Linked DNA regions of Sus scrofa: all the other regions are linked to region 2. A link is a contact called in public Hi-C and HiChIP or PLAC-seq data. All regions are on one chromosome and are shown on one strand. Each heading gives the region's core, a stretch centred on a gene start, on an enhancer-like site or on the middle of the called end of the contact. The rest is flanking DNA. Distances are from core to core; before and after follow the strand shown. Region 1 holds the start of MIEF1 (mitochondrial dynamics protein MID51). Region 2 holds the start of RPL3 (ribosomal protein L3). Region 3 holds the start of CBX7 (chromobox protein homolog 7). Region 4 holds the start of APOBEC3B (apolipoprotein B mRNA editing enzyme, catalytic polypeptide-like 3F).

Region 1 (4,501 bases), core at 104-2,603, 160 kb after region 2:
AAACTGAGTCCAGCTGGCTAATTTGAAATATAATTTTTTCACCATAAACAAATGGTCAGGTCGTGTTCCTCCTTAGCTCCAAATCTTCTGGTGGCTCCAGCCTCAGCATAGTCTCCCCTCCCCTGCCCCGAAAAGGACCTGCAGTCCTGCGTCTTCCCCAGTTCTTGCTCACTCACTCTACTCCCCTGGCACTGGTCCCCTCTCTTCTGCTCCTAGGACAGCTGAGCCTAAGGGCCCACCTGAGGGCCAACACCTGGAATGCTCCTCCCTCAGGTCCTACTCCAGGTTCCCTTATCAGACAGGCCTTCTGGCAACACTCCACATAAAAAGGCAACTCCTTTCCCTTCATCCTCTCATCCAGTAAGTTTCTCAAGTTTCTCCCGGTTCTTATCACCTCCTCTGACATCAGCCTCCACCAGAATCTGAGGACTTGATGTATTCTCTGCAGTGCCAGTGGCAGTGCTTGCAAAACAAGGATTTATGCAAGAATGAATGGAAGGGTGGGCAATTGTCCTGCCAGATGCCTTTTAATCCACACAAAAGCTGGGAGGGGTTAGGAAACTTGCCAGAGGGCAGGCAGCTGTCCTTAAGTGGTGGAACTGGGACTGGAACTGGAGCTGTCTGGGCTTGATTCCAAAGCCTGCCTGTTCCCCTCCCCTCCTAGACTATCCTTCCTCAGCCGGACACTGAACTAGGCTCTGGGGGGAAGGGGGTTTAGGGATTCCGTAAGGACATGGCTCCTGCCCTTAAATCTGGTGAGACAGAAACTAAAAAAACAGTGCCTAGCAAATAACAGGCGCCAATAACACGTTTTGTTAACTTAAGGAGTGAAGCCCTAGGTGGTCAGCAGACATTTCCGTGGAGCCCAAAGGAGACATTAATGTTGGATGAGAAAGGGGGCGGGAAAAGACTTCAACAGGGGACAGTTGAGGTGGTCCTTGAAAGGTAGGTCTTTGCCAGGGGAGCGGGAACGGCATGGAGGGTTGAAAAGAAGGCAATCTGAGAAAATGGAAGAGCTGTGAAAGCCACGATAGGGAATACTGTTAGTGTTAAAAGTCCCCCAGGAGCCCTCATGGTTCCAGCTCGAGATGGGCAGACAGTGCTGGGGCCTGGCCAGACCCCCCGGACAGACCACGGTGCTGGCAGCAGGGTGGGTGACTACCCCGCCCAGCTGCCTCCCCCAGCTTTCCCTGGCTCTGTTCCGCGGGACGACGACGCCTGGGACCGCCGCGTAGGCGAGGCCCTCAGCAGGCCGGACCCTCTGTGTTGTCACGTACGGAGGCGGGACTCAAGCTTGTGGGCGGAGCCGAGCTAGGGGGCGTGGCCCGACGTGGCTCTGGCCCCGCCCCGAGAGAGGCCTAGGCGGGGGAAACCGGAAGTCCTCCCGCCTCCCCCTGCCTCCAGGCTCTCTTCGATCCCTCCCCTCAGCTCCGTGCGCAAGGTCGTGTCCCGGAAGTGAAGGGGCCATGTTGGCGGGTGACCCCAGGAGAGGTACCGGGCGAGAGGCGAGACTCGAGGAGTGGTAGCGCGCGCGCGGCCCGCAGGTAAGTGAGGGGAGGAGTGAGGGCCAGGGCTGGGGGCTCGCCGCCTTTCCTCTCAGGGCCGCGGCCGGTGCTCCCTATCCGGCCCTGGCTACCGACCTGGCCGCCGGGGGTCTGGCCCTAGCCTGCCGGGCTTTCCCCCTGAGGCCTCTCGTTGGCCCCGCCCCAGCCTCCGGAGCCCTCCCGGGGGGGCCTGAGCCGGCCTGCCCCAGCCTCGGGGTCTTCCCTCTTCGGCTCGGTGCGAAGGCGGGGTCGGGGAAGAAACTGGGGACCCGCCGGGGCCCAGCCGCCCACTCGCCGCTCGACCTTGTAGTAACAGCTCTGGCGTGACAGTCGCTTCCTACTTCATAAAGCACTTTTCCTGTTGATTTCTGGACTTATCTCCTGCTGCGGGAGACCCTTAAGGGGGGCTGAGGGGTGCTCTTCTGCAGTTGAGGAAAAAGGGACGGGGATGGCTGCTAGCACTAGGCCGGAGGCTGATGGCTAGCTGGTTTGGGGCCCAAAGTCCAGACGTTTTTACCAAATGTTTCCCCCACTCCTTCTCGTTTCTGTATTTCAGAAACAAGGGTCATCATCATTTTTTTCCACAGAAGGACGTTTTGAGGGTTCCCTCTTTAGTATGTGCCAGGCCCTGTGCTGGGAAAGTTTGTAGAACACCTAGAAGTGCTGTGCACTTGGTAAGCTCCTAGCCAATGGTAGTAGCTGTCATTACAGAGGCAGGCAGAATTGGGGACACGCGTGCACCCCCTCTTTACAGCTGTGTGCCTGTGGGCAAGTTACTTCCCTCTGGGAGCATCAGTTTTCTCTACTTAAAATGGGGATACCGATGACACTGGTGGTGTGTTAGAACGGGATGAGTTGTCACGTGGGACCTGCTTAGCCCTCGCATGATATCTAGTAAACAGTAAGTGTTAAAGCTTGACGTGAACCCGGACCAGTTTGTAAGTTCCTCAACTTACATGTGATAAGGGATGACAAAGCACTTTACAAATGATAACCCCCTGCTGTTGTGTAAGGACTGACTGTGACAGTTTATGTGTAGCTCCATTGAATACAGATGAGAGTAGGTAACCCTAATAATAGCTGTCCCTGATAGACTGCTTAGTAGATGCCAAATGCTGTTCTAACCACATTCACATACATTCACTCATTTCATCCTCTTACCGGCCATGTGGAAAATACAATTTTAATCCTCCTTTTACACATAAGGAACTAAGGTAAGTACAGAGAGGTGAAGGAACTTGCCAAAGGTCATCGGCTCATAAGTGGTGGTGCTAGGATTCAGTTATGACTGAGAGCCCTTAGCTTCAACCCACCTAGACGCCCCCTTAGGGTAAGGTTCTATTGCAGGTGCTTTGCGAACAATATCTCAGGCAATTGTTAAAATAACCCTTTGTGATAAGTACTATATAGCAACATATAAACCTAGATAGCATTATCAATGTTTTTGCAAACGAGGAACCTGATGCTCGTTATGTACTTTGCTGGAAGTCATGTACTTTGCTCGAAGTCGTGGCAAGTAAGTGGCATAGCCAAGAGCCAAGCCCTGGTCTTTCTGCATAACCTGTAGTTTCCCAGGAGCAGGGTCAGCAGGCTAGGATCTGGTCCCATCCCTGCCACCAAGTCATAGCGTGACCTTGGCAGGGTGAGGTGGGGTGTCTCTGAGACCGAGAGGAAGAACTGCTGTATCAGTCTCTGTGGGCCCTTCTGTCATGAATTCTGATTCTAGGCTTCTGTTCCTTCCCTTTCGCTTACAGCCTGACGCCCAGCCCCTGTCAGTCCCCCATGGCCTCATGGAGCCGAGAGGCGGTGCTGAGTCTCTACCGGGCTCTGCTGCGCCAGGGCCGGCAGCTTCGCTACACTGATCGAGACTTCTACCTTGCCTCCATCCGCCGAGAGTTCCGGAAAAATCAGAAGCTAGAGGACCCTGAGGCCCGGGAGAGGCAGCTGGAAAAGGGCCTGATCTTCCTCCACAGCAAACTGGGAGGGCTTGTTTAGGAGTTTCCCTCTTCCCTTCCCATCCTAATTCCAGGGAAAGAGGACAAAGGTGCCTTCCATAGACTCGCTGCCTCTCCCCACCTCCACCTCCCAGATGCAGTAAGAAGCCTCAGGTAGGTAGGCTGATAGGTTTCATTTTTTCTGATGCAGGGAACCAAGAGAGGGACTTTTAATGACCAGAGTCCTTTAGTCATAAATCAGTGGCTGACATACAAACATAGTAACAGAAGTATGTTCTCTTATTGAGAAGAAAACATGCCCTGAGTTTCAAGCCCCACTGGGATACCATTTTGTTTTCCAGAACGTTTACATATGAAAATGCTAGGAAAGGCATTTGTTAAAACCATTAGAGCTCAGTTCCAGGTTGGCTCATTCTTCAGTGGATTCAGCTCTCTTGTGGGCAAGGTTGTGTTCTTCCAGACACGACTGTATTCTGTTACAGCAGACTCTAAAGCCAGCAGAGTGTGTAGACCTCAGAGGGTGGTGCCTGGGTTCAGATCCTGGCACTGCTGCTAACAACTGTGGGATTTAAGGCAGATCACTGAACTTGTATAGGCCTTCGTTTCTTCATTTGTAAAATGATAATAGTACCCACCTCTTCAGCTTATTTCAAGAATTAAATGAGACAGGGTACTCAGCACTTGGAATGGTTCTTGGCCAGTGGTATGTTAGCTCTGTGTGCTTCCAAGGCCAGTGTCACCAGGAAGTCTCACTGTACCTAATGGTTATATTTAATTCAGCAGCTTGCCCACAGGGCCTTCTCTGGCCCTAGCATTCTGGTAGGCTGTGAGGTAGAGGGGACTGATGGGGCCCCTCCAGGGGCTCAGTCTAATGTGGAGATCAGTGGGAAGTAATCCCAGTGTGAGCAGCTCTGTACTGGAGGTCGGGTAGAACTTGGAGATGAGGACAGAACTGTGCCTTGGGGGAGGGTGGTGATGGAGGAAACACAGGTGGCTATAGGA
Region 2 (4,937 bases), core at 1,571-4,070:
CTAATCCGACACCAGAGCAGCTCCTCCCAGCCCAGCCCTCTGGGGCCCTGCTCCTTCTCCCCAGCCCAACCTGGGTGAGCAGCCTCTGCTCACTTACCAGTTCTTATAGAAGCGCCTCTTGCACTCATCGCTGATGTGCTCCGCGAAGATGGTCTTAAAGGTCCGGAGGCCCCGAGGGGTTTCCACATAGCCCACGATGCCCACAATCACCATGGGTGGCGTCTCCACAATAGTCACAGCCTCCACAACTTCCTTCTTGTTCACCTCTGCAAAGCAAGCAGGTCGTCAGGCTCACTCAAGTCCCCAGCAGTAGGGGTTAGAGTTTTGCAGAAAATTGTCAAGAGCCCATCCTGGCCAGCAAGACAGGTTGCTTCAGATAACAGGGAGTGTGTCTAAGCCCGCAGCAGCAGTCTCAACTCCCAGGACTATCCTACTGACCTCTTAGACTGCACAAATTTTCAGCTCATCAAAAATAACTGGACTGTTTCCTGGCGGCTCAGTGGGTTAAGGATCCAGCGTTGATCCATGGCCCAGGAATTTCTACATGCTTCAGGCATCAGCACTATTCAGTTAGGTGCCTGAAAATGTGGACTCACCAATTCCTTCAACCAATGGCACTATAATGTGTAATGATTTCCTTTAAACTGCTCATTAATAACATAGTGCCCTCTGCTGGCAACAGAAACTCCATCCTTGGAGTTCCCATTGTGGCTTAGCTGATTAAGTATCCATGAGGATTTGGGTTTGATCCCCGGCCTTGCTCAGTAGATTAAGGATCTGGTGTTGCCGCGAGCTTTGATGTAGGTCGATGTGTTTCGGACCCAGCGTTGCTGTGGCCCTGGCGTAGGCCACAGCTGCAATTCAACCCCTAGCCTGGGAACTTCCACACACCGTAGCCGCAACCCTAAAAACCAAAAAACACACACACCCAAAACACAAAAACAAAACCCCCCACCAAAAAAAACCCTACACCCTCATCAGCCATTCAGTTCTGGTCCATCATAACCATCCCAAGCAAATGCCTTACTACCTAGGTAATACCAAGAATACTAAGCATACTGGCGGCCTGAGCTTAAATCTGACAGTTCTGACTGCCTCACATCTACTGCCATTCAATAGTCACTGCTGTTTTCTGTGAATTTTTCGGCCCGGCCTGGGGCCACGTGGGAGTTAGCCATCCAGGGATCAAACCCTCACCAAAGCAGCTACCCCCCACCTGCTGCAGTTAACACCACATCCTTAACTATACAGAAACTCCTAGTGACTTTTGGCTTCGAGTTTCACAACCCAGAACACAAGTAGTGCTCACGTAAGGCTCACAGTCCAGTGCTGCCACTAAAAAACCGTGTGGTTTTTATTTGACCCTTGGCAGTGACAATATCCTAAAACAGCGTATGTATTTCTCTGCACTGTAGCTCTTACTCATCACCCTTCCCTTATGTCCCTCTGCCCAAAGCAAGCAGGGCCAGCCATCCGTACCCCGCAGCTTTGACCGGTCCTAAGGTATGTCATTTCCATCCCATTATCCAGTTTCCCCTCTCTCCAAAGCCTGCCCCGTTCCGACAGCTTGGCCCCACCTAGTCCAATCCCAACTAGGAGGACGTAGTGTGTACTTACTGGACCCAGGCCTATCGACCTCCCTCACAATGTGGGTCATGCCAGCCTTGTAGCCAAGGAAGGCGGTGAGGTGCACGGGCTTGGAAGAGTCATCCTTGGGGAAACTCTTCACCTTCCCGCGGTGCCGGCTGCTACGCTTCCGAGGCAGGAAGCCCAGGGACCCGTGCCTGGGAGCGGAGAACTTCCTGTGAGACTAGGAAAAAAAACCACCAAGTCAGCACCTTAAGTAGCTCACTTCTTCCCAGCTGCCTGGATTCTAAGAGGATTCTCAGCAAGGCTGAATCCAGACCAGCAAACCCAGAACTACATGCTGCATCAAGGTTTGTTTTGGGGACGGGATGGCGCGGATCACACACCCAAAGATCATGATTCAGCCAAACCGGAGCCTATCACTAACCTCAAACCCTCACCTTGTAACTTGCCGTGCCACCCACATTTTCCTCTAAAGAGAACCAAAGTACACCGGTACTGGCACTAAACTTCATAACTTAACCAGGAGCCGTATGTGCATGTCAGGCTCTGATTACAATAGGGTCTTCTGGTCAAATGGCTGGGTCGTGGTTCCTCCTGCTCCCAAGAGGGAGCTAAGCCGGTTAAGCAGGGACCACTAGAACTCGGCAGAGCCAAATCAGAACATGACAATCAGCACACAGTTTCTGTCCGCCCGTCAATAAGTTCATCATCTGTGGTTTCTGAGAAGTCTAGAGGCCCAAAGAGTGGCACCAACCGTCCCAGTCATTTCAGAGGCCCAGGAACCATTCCCCCAAAGTTCCCTCCCGCCTGCTTGCACCTCCCACTTTAACAGTGCCAAATCCTCCCGGAGTCCTGCCAGACAAAGTGTTCGTGATTCCAATCTTGCACGCTTAAGCTGAGACCCAGAAATAGTCCATGGCTTGAGGATTATCGGCCCAGAACCCCCAGGCCAGCTCCTGTGGCAAGGCCTCTCGCCAGCCGCTCGGCAGGCAGCAAATCAACCTCAGGCCTAGCATGTTTTCAGAAAATAGACCTGACTGCGGATTCCGCAGAGTGCCCTGGCCTCCTAAAACTGGCCCCCGGCGCCAGGCGAGCCGAGATGGCGGCGATGTGCCGCAGATTCAGCCATGCCACCCTGGCGGACAAGGAAGAATCCGCCATAACAACACATACCATCCCGCGGTCGGAAGCTGCCGATAGAGGTCGGGCTGGTCTAGGCGTGCGATATATAAATCCCAGACTGGCTCCGCCCCTTCCGGCGTGCGAGCGCGCGCCCGCGGCCGACGTCAGGTCACGGGGCTGGTACTGGGCGCCGTTTCTACGTAAGCTCGTAAGTTACGTAAGCTACGTAAGCCTTGTGTTCGTCTCGACCTTGACGTCAGCTTCTTAGGGCAGCTAGAATCTCTACGGCGAGCGGCTGGCTTCCAACTTAGGGAAAGCCTTGGGGTCGCCCGCTGAGAATTGGAATGGAACAACCCCAAGCAGTCCTGCTGCAGTCAGACTTCATGAAACGCCCTATTACGGTGAAGAACAACAGCTACGGCGCTGCTTTTCCTATAAAACGCAGTCACCTCTGGATGTTCCCTTGGGGTGCAGTGGGTTAAGGATTTGCCGTCGCCGTAGCTGTGGCACAGGACCCAGTTGCGGCGTTGGTTCGATCCCTTGCTAGGGAGCTTCCACGTGCCGCGAGTGCGGCCAAAATAGGTAAATTAAAACGCAGCAACTTCTGGAATTCAGTAACCCTGTTGGGGCTTCAGTTCCAAAGCGTTTTCAAAAAACTCCAAAAAGACAAGAAAGAAATGGAAGAGAGGGAGGAAGAAAGGAAGGGAAGGAAAACTTCAGGAAAAAAGCTTTCACCCATGGTGTCCCATATCCATCCCACACAGTGGATCGGCGTTGTTGCTATTTTGAGCCGCTTCCTGACACTAACTTGCCTTTTATTTTTTCATTTTTTTAACTCCGCTTGTAATAACGTCATTTTAATTCAGAAATTTAAATTCACACATTCATAGCAACTATTTTAAAATAACTTGCCTTTTATAATACGTCCTGATTTCTAGCCCCCGTCCCTCAAACCTTATCTCCGCCCTTCCATCAAGTATTGGGTGCGGGAGCCCCCGCTCGGTTCTGAAGGTCTGAGGCGGCGAAACCACCTCACGACCTGGGGTCCTGGGTCCAGCTGCCTGGCTTCACGAGCCTGACCCTGCCAGCCTCCCCGACCCTCTGTGTGAAGGGGGTCCTCGGTGACCTTTGCCTAGGCTCAGGGTCACCTAGGAGGCTCCTAGCTGCTCTCCCCTCTTCCAAGCTTGCCCCGCCACATCTTTCTAAGAATCAAATCTCATCTTGTTAGTTCCCGTGCCCTACCCCACCCCCACCCGTCCCTGTTTCCCTGGGATTAAACCTTAACTCCTGAGCCTGCCACCCAAGAATCTGACCTAACTAGCTACTCAAGCTTCTTGGCTGCCGGGCGCGAACACACACACACTTTTCTTGTATCACCTTCCACCTCCATCGCACCCCTTTGTGTTCTTTTACTCTGGGCCTGGCCATGGCTCACATTGTTGTGAAAAACAACAACAACAAAAACTTCCCATTGTGGCTCAGTGGGAATGAACCCAACTAACATCCATGAGGATGCAGGTTCAATCCCTGGCTTTGCTTGGTGGGTTAAAGAACCCAAATTGCTGAGGAGCTGTGCTGTGAGCTGTGGTGAAGTTCTCAGAGGCCGCTTAGCCGGCATTGTTGTGGCTGTGGCACAGGCTGGCAGCTGTAGCCCCTTATTGGAAATCTGTGGGACCAGATGTGTTTCCAAGTTCAGCATTTTTCATGTTTTAGATAATATCTTGCAATATGGTGCACAGACTGTACATTATGTAATCCTCCCTAAACCCGTTAATGAAACACGCTCATTAATTCTGTGAAGAAACATGAATATTCACATGGAGTGGGATTAAATATAAATAGCTTCACAGTTCAAGGCTAATTTAGCTGCCAAACAAGTTCAGGTTGGTTTGGTTCTTGCCACCAAATGACAAGGGGTGTGTGTGTGTGTGTGTGTGTGAGAGAGAGAGATGCCATTTACAGCAACATGGATGAACCTAGAGATTAGCATTCTAAGTGAGGTAAGTCAGAAAGAGGAAGACAAATACGTGCGAGGAATCTAAAACATGATACAAATGACCTTATTTACAAAACAGAAACAGCCTCACAGACATAGAAAACAAATTATGGTTACTAAGCAAAGGAGGTAGGGGAGGCATATATTAGGGGGGATCAGCAGATACAAACTACTACATATGAAATAGATAAATAAGGTCCTACTGAAAAAAAAAAATGAGGTCCTACTG
Region 3 (4,558 bases), core at 1,511-4,010, 150 kb before region 2:
CACACACACACACACACACAGAGTCAGGGACCCCTCAACCAGATCCCCATCAACCACAGACCCTCAAACTTTGAGTGCTGTGTGACCACCAGACTATCCTCCCTGCTAGAGCACAGGGATACCCTGGGTCCCAGAGACCTCCTGGGCTTCTGGGGCAGAAGCTTGGAGCTCACATCACATGTGGGGAAACTGAGACCACGTGGGGATGTGCACAGCCAAAGATCCAGTGTCCAGCGCCCCCATGCTGAGTCCATAATTCTCTTTCCTTTTTTTTTTTTTGTTTAGTTTTGGCCATGCCATAAGCAGATCCTTAACCCTATGGGCCATGAAGGAACTCCAATTCTCTTTCCTTTTTAGATCAGAAGACTCTCCAATTCCTAGAAAACTCCTCCCTGGGGTGCCCCACATGGCTCTAGCCCCGTCAGCCCCATCCCAATGAGAGGCTGCCTCTGACCCAGAGGTGACAGTCCAGTGCTCCAAGATGCTCAATTCACTCTCAACTCTAGAGACTCAGGCAAAACCCCCAGAGAAGGCTGAAAAAGTCCTTGAGAAAGAGTGATCACCTCTCCAGAGATGAAAATAGAGCCAGGCTTCTCCCATTCTCATAGATGACAGGGGCCTTTAAAAGTCTGACCCCACGAGTTCCCGTCGTGGCGCAGTGGTTAACGAATCCGACTAGGAACCATGAGGTTGCAGGTTTAATCCCTGCCCTTGCTCAGTGGGTTAACGATCCGGCGTTGCCGTGAGCTGTGGTGTAGGCTGCAGACGCGGCTCGGATCCCGCGTTGCTGTGGCTCTGGCGTAGGCTGGCGGCTACAGCTCTGATTAGACCCCTAGCCCGGGAACCTCCATATGCCGCGGAAGCAGCCCAAGAAATGGCAAAAAGAAAAAAAAGTCTGACCCCAACCGATGGGTGACGGCCCCTCCACCACGGAATGTTAGGTCCAAGACAGGTCACCTCCTAATACCATAATACCTTCCCTCTCACCGTACAGTTCTCTTTCTGTGTGGCACACAGCCGGGTTGGACAGCATCTATATTTATTTCCTCTTTCATTGTGTGTCTTGTCTGCCAGATTGCCAGCTCCTCCAGGGAAGGAGCGCTCTCCTCGGGGCTTAGAATGGTGCCTGGTACACAACAGATCCTCAATGAATATATTTTGAATGAATGGCTTAAAGCATGAGGCTCCTCACTCTATGGCATTACCCCCAGGGGCCGTGGAGAAGTAAGCAGGTAATTGCCGTACCTGCTCTGGCCTCACTGCGTGGAAAGCACTGAGCTTTGTGGAACAGATTAAAATTGAGGAAACTCTGGAGGAAGGGAGAAGGAGAGGCAGCCCGGACTTGAAGACAGAACTCCGCCTCGTTGCAGTTGGGGCAAGAATAGAATGTCACGGCCCACCTTGACTGCCACTCTTAGCCCAAGATGCCAGGACTGGATTTTTTCTCTCCAAAGATGAGTTGGCAATCAGCCAATTGGAGCTCCTGGCTCTACTTTTATCTCTAACTTGCTGTGTGACCTTGACCAGGCTACTTCCCCAGCCCGGGCCTCAGTCTGTGCCTTGGTCAAATACAAGGAGATGAACTCTTTAAGACCTCTTCCTATCCTGCCGCTAGAATTTCCCAAGGGGCTGCGGAGAGGAGATAAGGCAAAAGGATGGTGGTGCGTGCTGGGGACAGGAACTTTCCTCAAACACTTCGTCCCCAGCCTCCAGTCTGGGGCCGGATCACTTTGCAAACGTGTGCACGGCCAAAGTCCAGCCCTGAGGCACAGGGACCAAACCCAGCGGAAGAGATGCCTCCTTAAATTGCAGGGTGTATGTTTTGGAGGCGAAGGCGAAGGGGGAGGAGCTTCGTGGATGCCCCAGCGCTGTAGGCAGCTTCTCGGAGCCCGGCTGGCCTGGCCGGGCGGGGCTGCGAGTTGGGGAGGGGAAGACGGGGGCGTGCACTGGCAGAGGGGAGAGACTCGGAGGTGAGGGTGTGGAAGGAATCGGAAAAGGTCGAAGTCCAGCAGTTAGACTTCAGAGACTAAGAGACGGCTTTTTCCAAAGCTCCGCCTCCAACTTCAAAGGACTTGGCACCAAGAGTCCAGAGTCCTGAGTTCGAGACCCCGATCTGCGTCGAACACACTAGGCAAGCCGTTTCTTCATTTGGGCCTCAGTTTCCCTATATTTAGAATGAGGGGAGGATGAGAAAGGATGACATTCAGGATCCCTACGGTCTGATCCTAATTTCTAGCTCTGGCGAGCTTATCTGCCCCCAGCATCCTGGGGTGACAACTTTTATACTACTAGCCCTACAAGGTAGCGGGGGAAACTGAGGCACGGGTTGGGGATGGGAGCCCGGCAGTGCGGAGCTGCCTGGGCACCCCTGCCCCACTTTCGCCGTCGCCTCCAGCTTGAAGGTGACAGTGCTGAGGACAAGAGGGGACCCCACAGGGGTCCTGGGAGCCGCCCCCGGGCAGCCTCACCTTCCGCACGCGCTTCTTCCGGATGCTCTCTACGGCGAACACCTGCTCGCCGATGGCTGACAGCTCCATGTGGGGCGGCGGGCGAGCGGGCCCGGGGCCTGGCCGGGCCGGGCCGGGGGCGGAGCTGCGGGGCCGCGTCTGCGGCGCGCGATGCTCGGGCCAGCGGGGACCCCGTCACCCTCGCCCGGGCGCGCACGCGCACGCGCACGCGCGCACACCCCCTCGCGCTCCCTCACGCCGCCGACGTTCCATTTTTGAACCTGCGCAACGTTTTCCTCGGCGCGCGCGAGCGAGCGAGCGAGCGCGCGGGGCGGGGGCGGGGGCGGGGCGGGGGCTCGGCTCGCGCTGGGCAGGTCACGCCCCTCCCTCCCTCCCTCCTTCCTGGCTCCGCCCCGCCCCGCCCCCACTGGAGCTCCGCCCCGCCCGACCTGCGGGCTCCGCGCCGCTCGCTGGAGCTGCGGGCTCGCGGGACTTATTTGGTGCAGTCGCTGCTCGGCTCCGAGCTCTTACTACCCGGACGCATTTCCTAAAATCCTCCCGGTGACTCTGAGGGGCCGGAAACGGCATGGCCCGGGTTGGGCAGATGAGGACACCGGCAGAGCGGGGAGACCATGTGCCCCACCTCGCACAAACGACAGGCGGGGTCGCGAAACGGACCCTTGGGGGGCAGGAGGGCGGGGACGGCCAAGGTTTCCCAATGCGTTGGGGCTTCTCCGCACGGTGGTCTTTCTAGATACCGGCTCCTGAGCGGCGTGATTTGGCCAGTCCTGAGCGGGCGCCCGCTTGTCCATTCTTCTGTCGGTCAGCGGGTCTGCCGGTGCTTGTGCTGAGGCTTCGGGATCCCACGCGGCGGCTACTTCGAGGCAATACTTGGCGACGGGTGCAGCCGCGACAGATCTAAGGTGCACAGTGGGACGGAATTTGGTGCCACGCAGCCACGAGTCCCCAGTCACATGCTTTTGGCTTTTGGCACATAAGTAGGTGTTCGACTGTTTCTGGAATGAATGCATCGGGAGGTCCCGAACGAACCGTTTATCCTCACCTCCCCTCTGTTTCCGCTACGGCGCCACCGTTCATCCTAGCTCGGAACCCTAGTCATCCTTGCCTCTCTGATTCCCAACTCCTGCTGCAATGACCCCAAGTCCCGCCTCTCTGATCTCCTCCCCTCCACACCCCATGTCCGTTCTCTGGGCAACCTTCTCACTGCCCACCCCTCCGAGCCGCCCGTGTCCACACAGTGCCAGAGGGTGCTTTCTGAAGTGCAGATCTGACGGAGTGCTCCGAGTGCTTAGAAACCTTCCGTGGCCCCCCTGTTGCCCTCTGTCTGGAAAAAACGCCTCTGTCTGGAAACAAAGAAATAGGTTTACACTGACTTTTTATCAGGAGCAGCGGAAGCCAGTGGGAAGGTGGTAGAATGATATATTCAGAGCCCTGACAGAAAATAAGCATCATCGTCGAAATTCAGTGAAATTTTATTTCAAAATTTAAGCACCCAGTGAAAACATCTTTCTAGAACAAAGTGTAATCATAACATTCATAGATACGAAAACCAAGACCTTGCCACCAGGAGACCCTCCCTAAAGGAAATTCCAACGGAGGAACTTCAGGCAGGAGGAAGATGATCACAGACAAAAGTCTGCTGCAATAGGGAATAAAGAACAATAAGGAACATGGATAGTATGTCATGATAACAATGTCTTCTGGATAAAAATAGAATCAAAATACACAAAACAATGACATATAACTTGGCTGAATGGATTAAAGTGTTCCAAGATCGTTTCATTCTTCAGGAGAAAAATGAAAATGGATCTCAGATAGACTTGGATGAGATAAGATTGAGTTCGATAAATAGATATTAAATGGACTTGGACACCTAGCAAAGTGTCCTTACCAGGGCAAACACAAAGAATGGAAATGCCGTGTAAAATATTTAGCCAAATTACTAGAGGAGGGAAACAGAATGAGAAAATCCTAAAGCAAGCAAGAGTGGAGAGACAAACACAAGACAGATGAGACAAATAAATGACAGATATAAAGTCAAGTGTGTTATAATTCAATAAGTGCAAGTGGACAGAATGTTGTGGTTAAAA
Region 4 (4,729 bases), core at 2,166-4,665, 190 kb before region 2:
AAAAAGGTATAAAGGTAGATGAAGTCTGTGATAGCTCCAAAAAAGTTTACTAGAAATAAACTCGACAAATGTGTAAGATCTTTGTGAAAAAGTCTACATAAATTGAGGTACAGCTCATGTTAATGGATGGAGAGACTCGAGGCCACAAAGATGTCTATCCTTCTCCAAACTCATCTGCACACGGATGTTAGGATTTTTCATGGATCATGAAAAAGTTTGTCCATAAATTCATATTGATCTATAAGGGGTCGATACAATCTCAGAGAATAAGAAGGTAAGATGGGTCTCCATACTAGATATCAAGGCAGGCTTAGACAATTAATGAGAGCAGATGAGAGAATTCAGAGGCAGCCTCCACACACACACACACACACACACACACACACACACACACACACACACACTAACTTTGCAGCACTACATATCAATAGGACAGGAGGACCTGGATAAAATTCATTACATCATTCTTTGATTGGCTTTCCATCCTCAAAATTAAAAATTATATATCAACGTCATATCATATACATACATGGAAAGTGGATACACTTGAAAACATTAAAAATGAAAACATCTACATATGGAAAGACTTTATAAACTAAGAGCCTAGTCACAGATTGGAAGCGAGTCCTTGTGATGTATATAACTGACAAAGGATTGTTGCACAGACTGTCTAAAATTTGGGGGCCCCGCCCATGGCATGCAGCAGTCCCTAGGACAGGGATTGAACTCATGCTGTAGCAGCAACAATGCTGGACCCTTAACCCAGTGAGCCACCAGGAAACTCCCATATCTAAATAGTCTTATAAAGGAATAAGGAAAGACAAACGTCTACTAGAAAAATGTACAAAGAATACAGCCAAGAATTCTGTACAGTGGAAAAAGAAGGGACAGAAAAAGATGAAGAGACACTTGGTCTCATTAGAAATGAGGAAAATAGGGAGTTCCCGTCATGGCGCAGTGGTTAATGAATCCGACTAGGAACCATGAGGTTGCGGGTTCGGTCCCTGCCCTTGCTCAGTGGGTTAAGGATCTGGCGTTGCCGTGAGCTGTGGTGTAGGTTGCAGACGCAGCTCGGATCCCGTGTTGCTGTGGCTGTGGTGTAGGCTGGTGGCTACAGCTCCGATTGGACCCCTAGCCTGGGAACCTCCATATGCCGCGGGAGTGGCCCAAGAAATAGAAAAAAAAAAAGAAAAGAAAAGAAATGAGGAAAATATACAATAAAACCTCCATGGATAGCTTTTCATGTTCCATCAGGTTGGGAAAAACCAGAGGTCTTGTAAAACCAGTACTGGTGAGGATATGGCAGATGGTAACACTTTCGACGGCTCTCAGAGGTGTTTGTTGGCACAAGATCTTTGGAAAGCAACTTGGCCATGAGTGCCAAGCATGGCATTTCATTCCCACGAGGAGATCTGGGTCCTGCCAAGGGCAGCAACGGCCCTGCTGAAACAGCTCACGTTCTGGGCCTCCTATGAGGTAGCAGGGGACACAATGGGAAGGCAGGGGCAGACCCTGCAGCTTCAGCTCTGGGTGGAAGGCAGCACCCAGCCTACAGAGAACAGAAATAAATCATCATTGTCCGGGACGGGCCCTGTGACTCACGGGCAGCTGTGGGCTAAACGTCTGCACCCATTGTGCACAAAGAACATTTGTATGCACATTTTTATGTTGAAGCCCCGTTACCTAGTCCAAGTTCGTACTGCTCTCCACACGACAGGTCAGTAGACCGAGAGATAATACATCAAGAGCTGCTGAGGCGGGGAAGAGTGACTCCACTTAGAAAGGCAGAACACCAAGATGATGCTGGACTCATGTCTCAAAGAACTATCTTACCCGAGGTAGACAGAATTCAGGTTTCTTCTATACCACAAGGGGGTGTGTGTGTGTGTGGCTGGTTTGCAGGAACCCTTTGTTCTTGAAGCTGTTCCAAGTAGGTCTGGTCACAGACCTCGTGATAAGCCTCCAGCAAGACAATTGCTATTGTCTGTTCTGCAACTTTTTCTCTCTATATGAATGGAAAAGTGTACCTTGAAAGGTCAGCAGCTGGAGAAGGGGCTATCACACCTGTTTCAGGCTCCAGGCAATGTTCTTTGACAAAGGGGCAGAGCCAGCATGACTAGGTACAGGCAACCGACAGCAAGGGTAAGCACTAAAGGAAACAGAGCCAGTATGGAGTCAGGTTTGTTCTCCTCTGTTATAGCCCTAACCCCCAGGGTAACGGAATTTGAAGGGGAGGCATCTGGGATTTTTACCGGAAAGATGTTGCCGGAATCCAAGTTCCTATTCATGGAGCCGAAGAATGAACTTCACGAACATACAGGGCAGTAAGCAAGCAAAAGTCTTTATTACAAGAAAGCAAATAGCTCCCAGCACAGACACTGGGAAGGGGAGGAAGAGTCCCCCTTTCTTTCATTCTATGGAGGTTTTCATTTCTTAAGGACGGGGGTAGGTACCAACGTGGGGGCCAGATATCAGCTCTTTTGCCCCTTGGCCTTGCCCAGTTTACCTACATCCGTCCTATGTCCAATAGGGATCTTAGAGGTGCACTTGCCATGTAAGTGTTGTGGTTGCTTTTGCTCTTCTTTCCCCTAGACTCGGAGTCACCACTCATCACACTCTTTTGCTGACCGTCAAAGGTATAGGTCAGGGGTTACTTCCCATCTTGATGTAGAGCAAACTTTCAAGAGTTAATCTTCCAACAAGCAAGGCCCGTTTGTCTTGCTGAGTTTTTACAAATCTTAAACCATGGCCATCCGTCAGGGAATATATCGAAGCCCACGTTCCTACACGAACGACCTGAATTATTATTCGGCCTCAGAGGGTCAGGTTTAGATGAGGTCATGAGGCTGAGACCCTCCGCCCTCCATGGGGGAAGAGTGTCCTTGTAAAGAGAACCTTCTGGCAAGCACACCCTCTCTGCCCCAGGAAGGCTGTGGGGACTCTTGCAGAGGACCAAGCGCAGAAGTAAGAATGCAAAGCACATCTGCCCCCTTACTTCCGGCTGTGCCAGGAGAAAGCGAGGCGTCCTGACCCCGGGGTCCACGCTTTCTCATCACCTCCATTCATTCAACAGGCAGGTACAGAGCAAAGAATTGGGTGCAGATTTGGGCTGGGCGCAGGAGGTGGGGGTGCTGAGAGGGCTCCAGCCTGCCCCACTGCCAGTGGGAGCCAGCCTCTGTCCCCCGCTCTTTGCAGCCAGGGGCTGTCCATCCTCCCCTCTTCCTCTGGCATCTTTACTTTCTCTTTCCCTTTGTGTAACATTGGGTCCTGCTGCTCGGAGGGGCCCCGGCTGCATCAGAGGCTGAGCTCTGCCAAGAGGGAGGGCCCAAGAGAAGGTGGGTCTGAGCCTGAGGAAGCAAACCACCCTGGGGCCCTCCCACCCCTGGTGCCAAAGCAGGAAGGAGGTGGGGCCTCCGCTGAGACGGCCTGGGAGGTCACTCTCAGATAAGGGGCTCTTCCTACACTGGAGCCCTGGGGGAGGAAATGGATCCTCAGCGCCTGAGACAATGGCCAGGGCCGGGACCAGCCAGCCGAGGAGGCTACGGCCAGAGGCCCAGGATCAGGTACCGCCACCCGCCCACGCTGTCCCACGAGGCCCCCCTCTCTGCAGCCCTTTCTAGGGCTGTGCCTCTGTCCTCGGCCTCCTCATCCCCAGAGCCCCGGCATTCCCAGCCTCTTTCCGTTCCCTCTCTGGGCTCCTTCTCTGCAGGGCCCACTCCCTTCTGGGGTCTTTGCCCTCTTCTGGGGGGGGGAGGGTGCCCCCACTCTGGCTTCCAAACTGGCCCCTCCTACACCTCCACCCAGCCCCGAGGGTCCTCCTGCCCTGCCCTCGGTCTGAAAGTCTGTCTGTGGGGCTGGATGGTCCCCTCCCTGCCTCTGGGGGTCTGCACCCCCTATTGGTCGGAAATATCTGTGCTGTCTTAATGCTTAGAATTTGGCTAAGGGAGGATGGAAGCCGTGGGTGAATTTTGTTCAAAGCACTTTGATGGATCTTCTGTAGCATTTAAACAGAGAGACTAGTTCTCTGAGGCAAGAAGATAAATCATGTCTTCCAAGAATATCTCCACAGTGAGCAGCAAAATAAATGCCGACTCTTCACAAATCTGGCCCAACCTAGGTGACCACGCTTCAGGTTTATAACCAAACCATGAATGGGGAACTTGGAGGAAAGATGGGGAGAAACCCCTCTGTTTTAAAATTAAGTAGGAGGGAGTTCCCATTGCGACTCAGCGGGTTGTGAACCCAACTAGTATCCATGAGGATGCAGGTTTGATCCCTGGCCTCACTCAGTGGGTTAAGGATCTGGCATCACCGTGAGCTGTGGTGTGGGTCGCAGATGTGGCTCAGAGCCCTGTTGCTGTGGCTGTGGTGTAGGCCGGCAGCTATAGCTCCGATTCGACCCCTAGCCTGGGAACCTCCATGTATCACAGGAGCAACCCTAAAAAGAAAAGAAAAAAAAAAAATTGAGAAAGAAAACCACCTCCAAGGCTGTCCACAGCTGCAAGGTCACATCATGGAAAACCTGGAAATGGCCTTGCCCTGTCAGGGGACCCAGGTCCATCATTTACTGCTCTTAGAGAAGGGCAGGCTCCTTGCCTCTCTGTGTTGCTGTTTCCTCCTCTATAAAGTGGGCATGGCTCCCGCAGGATTTGGGGAGGAGGAGATAGTTCAGATACAAACACTTGGGACACTAGCCGGAGCCTGTGAATGTAGGTGTTAAGCTGACATT

What was found. Hi-C and Micro-C count contacts between places; a contact is called where the count stands out from the background. HiChIP or PLAC-seq counts read pairs in DNA pulled down with a chosen protein or histone mark.
Region 1: a contact with region 2 is called in an H3K27ac HiChIP or PLAC-seq map of alveolar macrophages. The contact joins the promoter of MIEF1 here to the promoter of RPL3 in region 2. A contact is called at or near these places in 3 of 5 promoter capture datasets (fetal liver, fetal skeletal muscle and liver), 9 of 47 Hi-C or Micro-C datasets (embryonic fibroblasts, epiblast stem cells, fetal skeletal muscle and 4 more) and 2 of 2 datasets of contacts at active chromatin or transcription factors (alveolar macrophages and skeletal muscle).
Region 3: a Hi-C map of fetal skeletal muscle shows a contact between it and region 2, with 4 times the contacts expected there. The contact joins the promoter of CBX7 here to the promoter of RPL3 in region 2. A contact is called at or near these places in 4 of 5 promoter capture datasets (fetal liver, fetal skeletal muscle, liver and 1 more), 36 of 47 Hi-C or Micro-C datasets (adipose tissue, alveolar macrophages, blood and 18 more) and 2 of 2 datasets of contacts at active chromatin or transcription factors (alveolar macrophages and skeletal muscle).
Region 4: a contact with region 2 is called in an H3K27ac HiChIP or PLAC-seq map of skeletal muscle, with 4 times the contacts expected there. The contact joins the promoter of APOBEC3B here to the promoter of RPL3 in region 2. A contact is called at or near these places in 1 of 47 Hi-C or Micro-C datasets (embryonic fibroblasts) and 2 of 2 datasets of contacts at active chromatin or transcription factors (alveolar macrophages and skeletal muscle).

The regions. Positions count from the first base shown.
Region 1 is chr5:8,758,939-8,763,439 of Sscrofa11.1, reverse strand. It overlaps MIEF1 (mitochondrial dynamics protein MID51), which reads left to right and starts at 1,353. Exons shown (of 6, transcript XM_001929366.6): 1 at 1,353-1,544; 2 at 3,299-3,652.
Region 2 is chr5:8,920,580-8,925,516 of Sscrofa11.1, reverse strand. RPL3 (ribosomal protein L3) reads right to left here and starts at 2,820. Exons shown (of 10, transcript NM_001244063.1): 1 at 2,764-2,820; 2 at 1,618-1,810; 3 at 98-266. The coding sequence starts at 2,766.
Region 3 is chr5:9,068,514-9,073,071 of Sscrofa11.1, reverse strand. It overlaps CBX7 (chromobox protein homolog 7), which reads right to left and starts at 2,760. Exons shown (of 6, transcript XM_013997510.2): 1 at 2,469-2,760. The coding sequence starts at 2,537.
Region 4 is chr5:9,114,651-9,119,379 of Sscrofa11.1, reverse strand. It overlaps APOBEC3B (apolipoprotein B mRNA editing enzyme, catalytic polypeptide-like 3F), which reads left to right and starts at 3,415. Exons shown (of 8, transcript NM_001097446.1): 1 at 3,415-3,563. The coding sequence starts at 3,484.